Linked DNA regions of Mus musculus: region 2 is linked to region 1. A link is a contact called in public promoter capture Hi-C data. All regions are on one chromosome and are shown on one strand. Each heading gives the region's core, a stretch centred on a gene start, on an enhancer-like site or on the middle of the called end of the contact. The rest is flanking DNA. Distances are from core to core; before and after follow the strand shown.

What was found. Promoter capture Hi-C pulls out the DNA fragments that hold promoters and counts their contacts.
Region 2: a promoter capture Hi-C map of hippocampal neurons shows a contact between it and region 1, with 2.6 times the contacts expected there. The contact joins the promoter of Lrrk2 here to the promoter of Abcd2 in region 1. A contact is called at or near these places in 2 of 39 promoter capture datasets (hippocampal neurons and neutrophils), 1 of 484 Hi-C or Micro-C datasets (brown adipocytes) and 3 of 9 other capture datasets (adipose tissue, liver and pancreatic islet).

What each region holds. Positions count from the first base shown.
Region 1 is chr15:91,190,221-91,195,377 of GRCm38.p6, forward strand. Abcd2 (ATP-binding cassette, sub-family D (ALD), member 2) reads right to left here and starts at 1,787. Exons shown (of 10, transcript NM_011994.3): 1 at 450-1,787. The coding sequence starts at 1,388.
Region 2 is chr15:91,670,524-91,675,550 of GRCm38.p6, forward strand. It overlaps Lrrk2 (leucine-rich repeat kinase 2), which reads left to right and starts at 2,701. Exons shown (of 51, transcript NM_025730.3): 1 at 2,701-2,914; 2 at 3,097-3,182. The coding sequence starts at 2,758.

The DNA.
Region 1 (5,157 bases), core at 537-3,036:
ACGACAAAGGATACTCCAACATCTCCCTCTCAATCCAAAGAAGTTTACTCTCAGTTCCTAAAAGTGCATGGACTTCACAATGTGCAGAACCCTTCACCAAGTTAGTACTTAAGTTTTAAGAAAAAGCCTTTGAGCTCATTCATTACAGTCACACTAGAGTAACAGAGGCTATGAAGACCGCTTACTTAAAAAAGAATAGACATTTTATTCTCATGAAACTTCAGAGAAGTTTGGACTCTTTCATTCTCTCCTGGCTGGCGATTTAAAGGGCTCATGTATTTTAGCATGATTTAGCTACGGGGACGGCGGGTGGGGGTGGAGCGGGGGGCACGGGGACTGTAAAATGCTCAGAAAGTGGGTCTGTCAACAAGACAACAGATGGTATCTGGCAGTGCAGTGGCTGCCTGAACAGTCTCACATTTCACCCGTTGCTTTAATGCCTGTCTTACCTTATGTCCTCTGTAGAAGGCAATTTCTTCTACATTGGCTATGATTCGGGAGTGGACATACCGCAGGTAGCCTTTCCTGTGGGCTTCTTCAGCCACCAGCGAACCAAATTTGGGCGAGCAAGCTTTCAGTACTTTAGCAGTGGCATACACGACAAGTCCTGCTAACAGGGTGGGCCCTATAGGGCTTGCTCCTCTGGATGTAGCTGTCCGGATGAGAGTATAGGAGGTTAGAATGACATCTAAAATAGGTTTGGTAAGGTTGGAATACAGGTGAGCCACAGATTGCGAGAACATCATAATGTCTTCGGTAAGAGACTGGTCAGGGTTTGCCAGCCTCCCATCCATATTTATCACCTTATAATAAGTCTGATTTGCGAAATAGGTCTCATAGGCATGGTCTACTAAGCGAGTTCTAAAGGCCAATGCCAGTTTGCATTCCAGGTACCTGATAGCACTGTTGACAAAGGTAGCAGGGATAGCAATCATAAGCCACTTGATTAATTTGATGATGAAAGTCCGAGGCTTCTTTTCCACGATGCTTTTCACGATTTTCCCATCCAGACCAGCCACATAAATAGAGAGAAATGTTCTTGAGATTAGAGCCACCGAGTGGAGGCAGAGCCACCCCGTTTCAGTGGTCACAAGTTTTGGAAAGAGGATTTTCCGAAGTTCTAGTAGCTGTTTGAAAAAAGCTGCATTTAGTCCCGGCGCAGGTTTTTTACAGATGATCTCCGTGCAATGCAGTATTTCTCTGTTCTCTGCAGGCGAGTAAGCTTCTGCTTTTGCCTTCCTGTGGCCAGGCTGCTTTAAACGCTTGCCAATGATGGGATAGAGGGTTTTCAGAGCATATGCCGCAGCCACCAGGCAGGCAGCCCTTTTAGCAGCACCGGATCTGGTCCATTTCACCCGATAGGCTGCTGCATTTAGCATGTGTATCATTTTTCCAGCTACACAAATGGGTTTCTTTGAAAAGAATTCGTTTTAAAAGCTCATGCTCCGCGGAAAGCCCAGCAAAGGTTTCAGAAGACCCCACAGCCTCCCATGCTCTGCAGCTTGTCTCCTTTACTCTTATTTTGTTCTTCAGTGACGGATGCAGCAAAGCACAAACTCCACCGCATCCTCCGGGGGCGAGTCCCTCAGCAGCCAGAGCTGGCCAGGCTCCACCCACAGGCGTCTCATTGGCTGCGTGGGCGGTGAGACCCTGGACTCCTGGCCTCTTCCCTTTGAACCTTAAAAACGAAGAGAGAGCCAAAACAAATCCTATACTTAAACAGGAGTTCAGAGAGTTAAATATCTATTTCTGGAGAGGTCGAATGAGGTCAGCTGCTGGAGAACAAACCTTCCCTTAGAGCTACTGAGCATGCTCAGCGGCACTTAGAAACCCTCAGAAGTTTCAGAATATACATCCCGTCTCTAAGATTTCTACAAAGGGGAAGGCAGAGGGAAGGAAGGATTGCAGCAGCTTTAATGAGCCCAGAGAGAAAGAAACAGCGAGAGGAGGGAGGAGCCTCAAGAGGATTAACGGAACCGGCCCAGGGAAAGGAGTCAGACAAGAGAGTGATAACAGCGAGAGGCATAAGACAAAATAGCAAACATGTATCCTTGAGAATGTTTTGTTCAGAAGATGTTGTCCCCCCCCCCCCTCACTCCCGCCCTTCGCCCTTGTTTCGACTCTCCCCAGATATTCACAGAAACTATTAGATTGGCTGCTATTGTAAATAAGCTGGAGGCGAGCTTGGGTATTACAGAAAACAGTCACTCAGAGCTACACCCAGAGTTCTTCCCCAAGATCCCTTGGTACTAACTTGTCCTGATAATAAAGTTCTTTCTGCTCCACGATTATGTTTAGCAATGTTATCTGACACATTAATATTTGCTTACGAAGTGACTTAAAAATCTCCCTTGTGTTTTGTTTGTTTGTTTGTTTGTTTTTGTTTGGAGGTAATTTAAGAATTTTATCAGCTGGGAAATCGAACTGGGATCCTATGATGGAAAACAATTTTTAGGAAGCATTTCTTCAAGACTTTTTTTTTTTTTCTTCATGTTTTTCTTTAGGCTCAGAGATAATCTGCTGGCTTCTTCCTATGAACATTTTTGCTGTTTGACAACAATCAAGAAAGTTTAAAAATTATTCACATTCCCAGTGGAAGGCATAAGGATCAATAGTCAAGCAAAACTTTGTATAATTTTTAATAAATTGAAGGTCTTTTTTTGAAGGCAAGGCAAAGGTGATTTTGCATGATAGAGCCTTTCTCTGCTCCTCTCTTCTGTCTTTCCAACGACTGGCTTATCCTGAAGGTGTGCATTTAAGCCAGAGCCCAGCACAGTTAGGTAGAACGGCTTATTTTAACCTGCTAGTGTTATTTGACCCTTAAGCTAAGCATCATTTTATACTTGGGCCTTATTATGCACAGACTCTCCCTTTTGATCCTCCATAGTAGTTCCAGGGCAGGAGTGCACTTTGACACCCCCACATCTGTCCTGATTTAAAGAAGTGAAAGATAGCTACATGGTGATTGTCACATCACAACGGGTCACTTGTGTGTTCGTTACTAGTCCTCTCTGTGCTTCAGCTTTGCCTTCTATCTGTAAAATGGAAACGATGCTATTCTGGGAAGTGGGTGTAGACATTAAATAAAATAGTCAGTTGTTTAAAAAAAAACATTGTATATAGAAGTCTGCAAACCTCCCTGCTAGAATATGTGCCCCAATGTCTTGTGATCGTTATTGTTCATTAGACATGAGTCAAAGAATTGCCTTTACCAAGAATGATTTTTAAAAAACAGTATTCTTTTGAGCTCTTTGGCATACATATATTAAATCTAAGAATTGTTTGTTATCCAGAGGTCTTTTATTTGCATCCAACTTAACAGATGTACCAACATACAAATGACACATATCTTTGGTATTTGGTCATATTAGCACACTCAAGCAATGCTGATAAGACTCCCTGGGCTGCCAATTAATACATCTACAGCAGCGCATCTCTTGCATCTAGGGTCCAGGAAACATCAGGGTAGAGTGGTGGGAAGACTGGAAGAGCCAGAGGACCAGAAAATCTGCTGTGAAAGTATGTCTCCTAGAAATAGCAGGGGAGCTTCACCTAGGATCCTTTTAACTGCATAGCTGCTTAAACAGGACCAGGACCAACACAACACCAGAAGACATGGAAATATGGAAGTGGAACTCTTTTTTTTAATTGGATATTTTATTTATCTACATTTCAAATGTTATCCCCTTTCCCAATTTCCCCCCAGAATCTCCCTATCCCATCCCTTCTCTAACTGTTTCTATGAGGGTGTGTCTCCACCCACCCACTCCCGCCTCAAATTCCCCTACACTGGGAACTCCAGCTAACACAGGACCAAGGGCCTCTTCTCCCATTGATGCCCACCAAGGCAGTCCTCTGCTACATATGTGGCTGGAGCCATGGGTCCCTCATGTGTACTCCTTGATTGGTGGTTTAGTCCCTGGTTGATTTTGTTGTTCTTCCTATGGAGTTGCAAACCCCTTCATCTCCTTCAGTCCTTTCTCTAACTCCTCCATTGGGGACCCAGTGGTCAGTTTAATGGTTGGCTGTGAGCATCCACCTTTGTATATGTCAGGCTCTGGCAGAGCCTCTCAGGAAACAGTTATATCAGGATCCTGTCAGCAAGCACTTGTTGGTATCCACAATAGTGTCTGCGTTTGGTGACTGTATATGGGATGGGTCCCCAGGTGGGGCAATCTCTGGATGGCCTTTTGTTCAGTCTCTGTTTCACACTTTGTCTCCATATTTGCTCCTGTGAGTTTTTTGTTACCTCTTCTAAGCAGGACCAAAGCACCCATACTTTGGTCTTCCTTTTTCTTGAGCTTCATGTGGTTTTTGAATTGTATCTTGGGCTAATAATCACTTATCAGTGAGTGCATACCATGTGTGTTCTTTTGTGATTGGGTTACCTCACTCAGGATGATATTTTCTAGTCCCATCCTTTTGCCTAAGAATTTCATAAATTCATTGTTTTTAATAGCTGATTAGTACTCCATTGTGTAATTGTACCACATTTTCTGTATCTATTCCTCTTTTGAAGGACATCTGGGTTCTTTCCAGCTTCTGGCTATTATAACATAGTGGAGCATGTGTCCGGAAGTGGAACTCTTAAGCAGATCCTTGGCCTAGACAAAAAACTGCAGGCAACTAAGGAGAGCTAAGAAAGGGAGAAATAGACTTCCACAGAGATGAATGAGCCCCTAACTGGTCATCCCATACTAAGTGCTCAACCGTGAAATCATATAAATACAAGCAACATTAAATGGGCACAATAGGTTTTATTTATATAATTATGAAAGTACATGTATGTGTGTGTGTGTGTGTAACAATAACAATTAAAGAAAAAGAGGCCATGAATTTAAGAAGCAGTTGCAGGATATAGGAGGAGTTGGAGGGAGGAAACATTTGCTGGGGATGTAATTATATTTTAACTTTAAAAATTAAAAATAATAAAGGACTTTCTGGGCTGTAATATGGTTTTGTGTTTAAAGTGCTTGCCCACGGTGCTTGAAGCATTGAGGTTTTCATTTCTCAACACCGGGCAAGGGATTGATTTTTCTAAGCCCAAATGTGGAGACTGTGGAGTCATAATAATTATTGACAAAATATTTTATTCCTTGGATCATGCTATTGGTGCATGAAAATAAGACTCTTTTACACACATACAACTAAATCATT
Region 2 (5,027 bases), core at 1,451-3,950, 480 kb after region 1:
CCCTGAATCATGGCTGTTTGAACAATTCTTTTACCATAAGTGCCAGGGCTATTCTAACCTTTAGGACCTTCTGCACTATAGATGGATGTGATTCATGTTATATTTTTGTTACTGTTAAGAGACAGTATCTTTTTATATTAAATCTTCCTATTTATTACTCCTATTATTTTTCTCATTTATTTGTGTGTTTTATGAGTTTGATCATTTCTTTGCAAAAGTTTTGTATATCTGTATGTTTAGACTTATCCCCATTCTTTTTCTCATTGTTGATTCACACACACAATTGGACTCATCTTCCTGAGCATATTCTTTATAGAGATGAGCATAGTTTTCTTAGACTTCCTGCTCATTTACAGTAAACTTACATTTTCCTCGAAATGCCTGTTGGGGTGCTGCTGTCTCTCCAGTGACATATTAAAAACTCTTCAAGTTAATTGGTTCTTCCATATGAAAGCCCCAGCCATTTACCATTTTCCTTTTGTTTACTTTTTCTTTCTTCTGATGGCAGAATATCTGAGTTTTAATGAATCACAAATGTTAATGTTGTGTGTCTTCTGTCACTGCGTTTGCTTTTAATGCTGGGCTAAATAACGTTTACTATCCAGTGCCTCCTAATTATTTTTTATTTGCTTTTTAACCCATCTGTAATTTGTTTTGGTGTTTGCTGTGGTTGGCCATGTCAGTTTTATTTCTTTCTTCCTCAGAAGTTAGGTAAACATTGAGTGTTATTTTACTATTCTTTGACTACTTAGTTATGAACTTCTGTCTGCAGCCATCATCTTCATTCTCGTTAACTGGGAAGTTAATGAGTCTTGGAAATTTAGTCAATCAATTCATCACATTTAAAACTCAAGGACACTTTGCCCTAAGGTGTACTGGCTTCTGGCAAATGTTTCCAGCAGAGAGCTCAAAGTACACCCTGTTTGGTGCCCTGCTGAGTATGGAGTCCTACAGGTGGATGATAGTCCTACAAGGGGACTTTGGAAACACGGTGTCACTTAGAATTTTCTTTTGAAGGGACATAAGTCTCAATTTCTGGCAAGGTTTTTGGTGTGTGTGTGTGTGTGTGTGTGTGTGTGTGTGTGTGTGTGTGTGTGTTTTAACAAGAAGTAAATAAAATACGGGGGAAAAAAGAAAAGAAAATCTGAGGTCCTCATGTCATGAAAGCGCATAGAAGAGGTAATATAGGTCTCATATATGTCATCAGCTGAGAGTTTTGTCATTATGGAAAATTACACACAGAGAGGAGCAATGCCCCAGGAATTCATCTCTTACCTTCCACAATTCCCAGTTCATTTCATGTCTAATTCTTCCCGTTTTGACCCCACCCTTCAATCGTGGGTTACTTGGAAGCAAATCCTAACTATTCTAGCCTTGCAAATATTAGCACTTTACTACCACGCAAAGGTGAAAACCCTTGGCAACAAGAAGCACTCAGTGAGTACCCAAGCTGATGGAAACTTGCTTTCTTGTTCTGCTGAAAGTGCAGAGTGTGGACAAACTTTCAGCCTGACCTTCAGTTGTGTCTTGGCTCTCAACCCGCCTCTCAAACCCCTCCACCTCTTACCCATCCCAAAGACATTTCCTCAGACAGGAAAGAACTCCTCATCCGTTTGTGAATTGTTATCAGAATGTTAACGAACTAGAAGCCAGGAAATAAATTAACTGCTCTAATTCTCCTTCGGGGTAAATAACCTTGAGGTTGGGTCATCTGAGACCATAGAACATCCAAGCCTTGACTACAGCACTGTACCAGAGACTTCTCTTCTTGAAAAACCTTACTACGTGAGCATTTTCTTTTGCTTTCTTCTTGGGATGCAACATCTTCTTCACAGGGATGCTTTAGCACTGTGCCTTGCAGATCTGTCCCCTTCTCCCCCGCCCCCTCCCCTTTCTTCTCCTGCTTCAACTCTTCATTTACCTCTTCTCCTTCCCCCTCCCCCTCTCCCCCTGCTCTCTCCCTCTCTCTTCTTCCTCTACTTCTTCCTCCCTCTCCTTTTCCCTTCCCTTTCTCCCCTCCCCCCATTCCTTCTTTCTAGGTAGGCTCTTATAGCCCAGGCTGGCCTTGAACTTGTATGAAGCAAGGATGGCCTCCGATTTCTTTGGTTCTTGTCTTCACCTCCCAGGTGCTGGAATTAGCAGTTGCCCCGGCTTTCAGAATACCCCTTTTAACTTTAGAGGCCCGGGCAGCAGTACTAATAACTAGTTCAGACCAAGAATGCCGTTTAAAGACTGTTTCTTCCAACCTTAGCTTCACTGACTCTGCTGTGAGTTCCATCCTTGAGAGCTGAATCAGAGCTCCCAGATCCTGCCTGCAAACTCAAAACAGAGAGAGGCCTTTTGGCAACCACAACCAGAGCTCAGGATAACCAACAAGCAAACAACTCCTAAAGCCCATGTAGCTGGCCGATTTTGATTGTTAAACGCTGCATTCTTTGGGGAGCAAATTACTCCTCTCCCTATAGGGGGAACTCTTAAAAGAAACCGCTTTCCTGAAAGGGGCCAACTGGGCGGTGTCCTCCTTTCCCAACGCCCCTTTGCTATTCTTAGTGGCGGGGTGGCGGCTTTCGCTTTTCCCCGGCGGAGTTCCCAGCGGCGCGATGCGGCTGGGCAGGCCGGGCTGAGACTGGGCAGGGGCGGTCGCCGTCACCGTCTGGGCGCGGCTGGGGACCGAGGGCTGGGCCTGCAGCGGAGGCGGCCGAGCAGCTCTGAGAGCAGGAGCCGTCCCAGCTCGCCGCAGTCCCCGCCGGCTGCACCATGGCCAGTGGCGCCTGTCAGGGCTGCGAAGAGGAAGAGGAGGAGGAGGCTCTGAAGAAGTTGATAGTCAGGCTGAATAATGTCCAGGAAGGCAAGCAGATCGAGACGTTGCTTCAGCTCCTGGAGGACATGCTGGTGTTCACCTACTCGGACCGCGGTAATGCCTGCAGCCCCTCCCTCCTCTGCAAACTTTATCCTGCACTTGAGTCTTAATCTTGGGCACCCCACTCCTTTCCTTCAGGGAGGAAGGAGCTGAGATCCCTGGAAGATTGAAAGGATGCCAGGATGCCGTGGTTTGTGACTTTGTTTTCATCCCCCATTTGCCCCCTTCTTTTCCAGCCTCCAAGTTATTTGAAGATAAAAATTTCCACGTGCCTCTGTTGATTGTCCTGGACTCCTACATGAGAGTTGCCAGTGTACAGCAGGTAAGCGGGCCTTCCCATCTGTTCCTGAAGACTGTTCTGTGATAGGCCTTATGTCCCGGGGTCTTGAGATTTGCTTTAAGAGGGGAAATCTTGTCAAATGTTGGCAGAGGAGAAGCACCTTTGACATTATCTGGGTGGTGGTAGCAGCAAAATGAAAACAGGGCTCTTATTGGCAAGGTGAGTCCGTTAACCTTTCAAACTATTCTAAGAATGCTCCTTAATATACAGCGAGTTTCTGGTAGAGCAGTGCAGTGAATATTTCCAGCAAGGGAGGGTAATTAAAAAAACAGTAATAAAACAGTCAAGTCTAGGGTCAGTTTGCTTTTATACTTTTAAATTAGAAGACACATTTCAAGGATTCTTCCTGCAGTGTATATCACCCAGTATCTAAAGAAAGTGATGTTTCCCGAATGCCCCCTCGCCTGCCGTGTTTACATTTCTACTTTGCGGCTGTTATCATACAAAGTGGATACAAAAGTAGAACTTCTGTCTGGATCTGTGTCACAGGAAGTCCAGAAGTAGGCTATGTAATTAACTGTGATTTTAAAGCAGACTCGGATAAGTAAGAATGGCTTTCAGTCAGGACAGAATTACTTCTGAAGGTGCTAACTTCCTTTAGAGGTTTGCGATCTGGGGAACTGAAATCAGTTTTGTCATCCAAATACTGAGAGTTATTTGTCGGGGAACTCTGGAGGCACGGGAAGAATAGAATACTCCTTCATAGTCATTCTAGAGACTAAACTTTTCTTAGTCTCCAAGTTCTCTCTCTCTCTCTCTCTCTCTCTCTCTCTCTCTCTCTCTCTCTCTCTCTCCTCCTCCTCCTCCTCCTCCTCTCCTGCCTCCTCCTCTTTCTCCCTCTGTTCCCACCCTGTCAAGTTCTCACAGTATAACCCAGACTACTTAGAACTTGCCATTTTCCTGCCTCTGGCTCCCCAGTGCTATAATTATAGGTATATGTCACCATACCTGGCTCTAATTTTCTTTTAGAAAAGCATACTTTTATCTGCAGTAAATATTTTTATTTTTCCAATTGTGAAACTTTCCTATCTGACTAGTCATTTTCAGGTTGTTATCAGACAAAAATCAAGAGGAAGATGGAGGTATGATAAAGATACTGTACTTTTTAGCACCAAGAGTCTGAATTTTACCCACGGAATATGAATCATTTTGAAGGTGCTTTCTGTTCTCCACCTACATCACCCTTCTTGCTTTATATTCAAAAGTGTCTAATTCTGGCTGCCTACACTGCCAAGACCTAGACTTGGTAGTCTCACGCCTGCTTGGTACCACTGGGAAAAACTGGACCCTGATTTTCAATCAACTGAACACAGAAGGGAGTGGTAGACCTGAGAGCCCAGGGGAATCTGGAATATAGCCATTGCTTACCTCTTTCTCCTTTCATCTCTTCCTTTTGTGTCTGTCTGTCTTTGCTCTGTCTCTGTCTCTCCTCCTTCTTTCTCTGTGCTGACAAGATCTGTGACTTTAAATCTGCTAATGGAATTACTTTGATTACTGATCTATATCCCCAAACACTGTAATTTTCTCTTCCCTGTCTCCCCCCTAACTTTCCTCTTTCATTCCCCTTATCCATTTCTACTCCACTCCCTTTTTCTTCTTCATTCTCTCTTCCTCCTTCTCCTTCTCCTCCTCCTCCATTTTCTCCTCCTTCTTTCCACCCTCCTCCTCCTCCACTGCATTTTTGGTGCTGGGAATTAAACACAGGGATTTGCATCTACCGGACAAGCTCTCTACCAGTAAGCTACCCAGTCAACCAAGACATTCTAGTTCTTGATTTTAGAAAATGCCCAAGTAACTGCAGTGGTTAAGATATTGTTACCAGCTTGT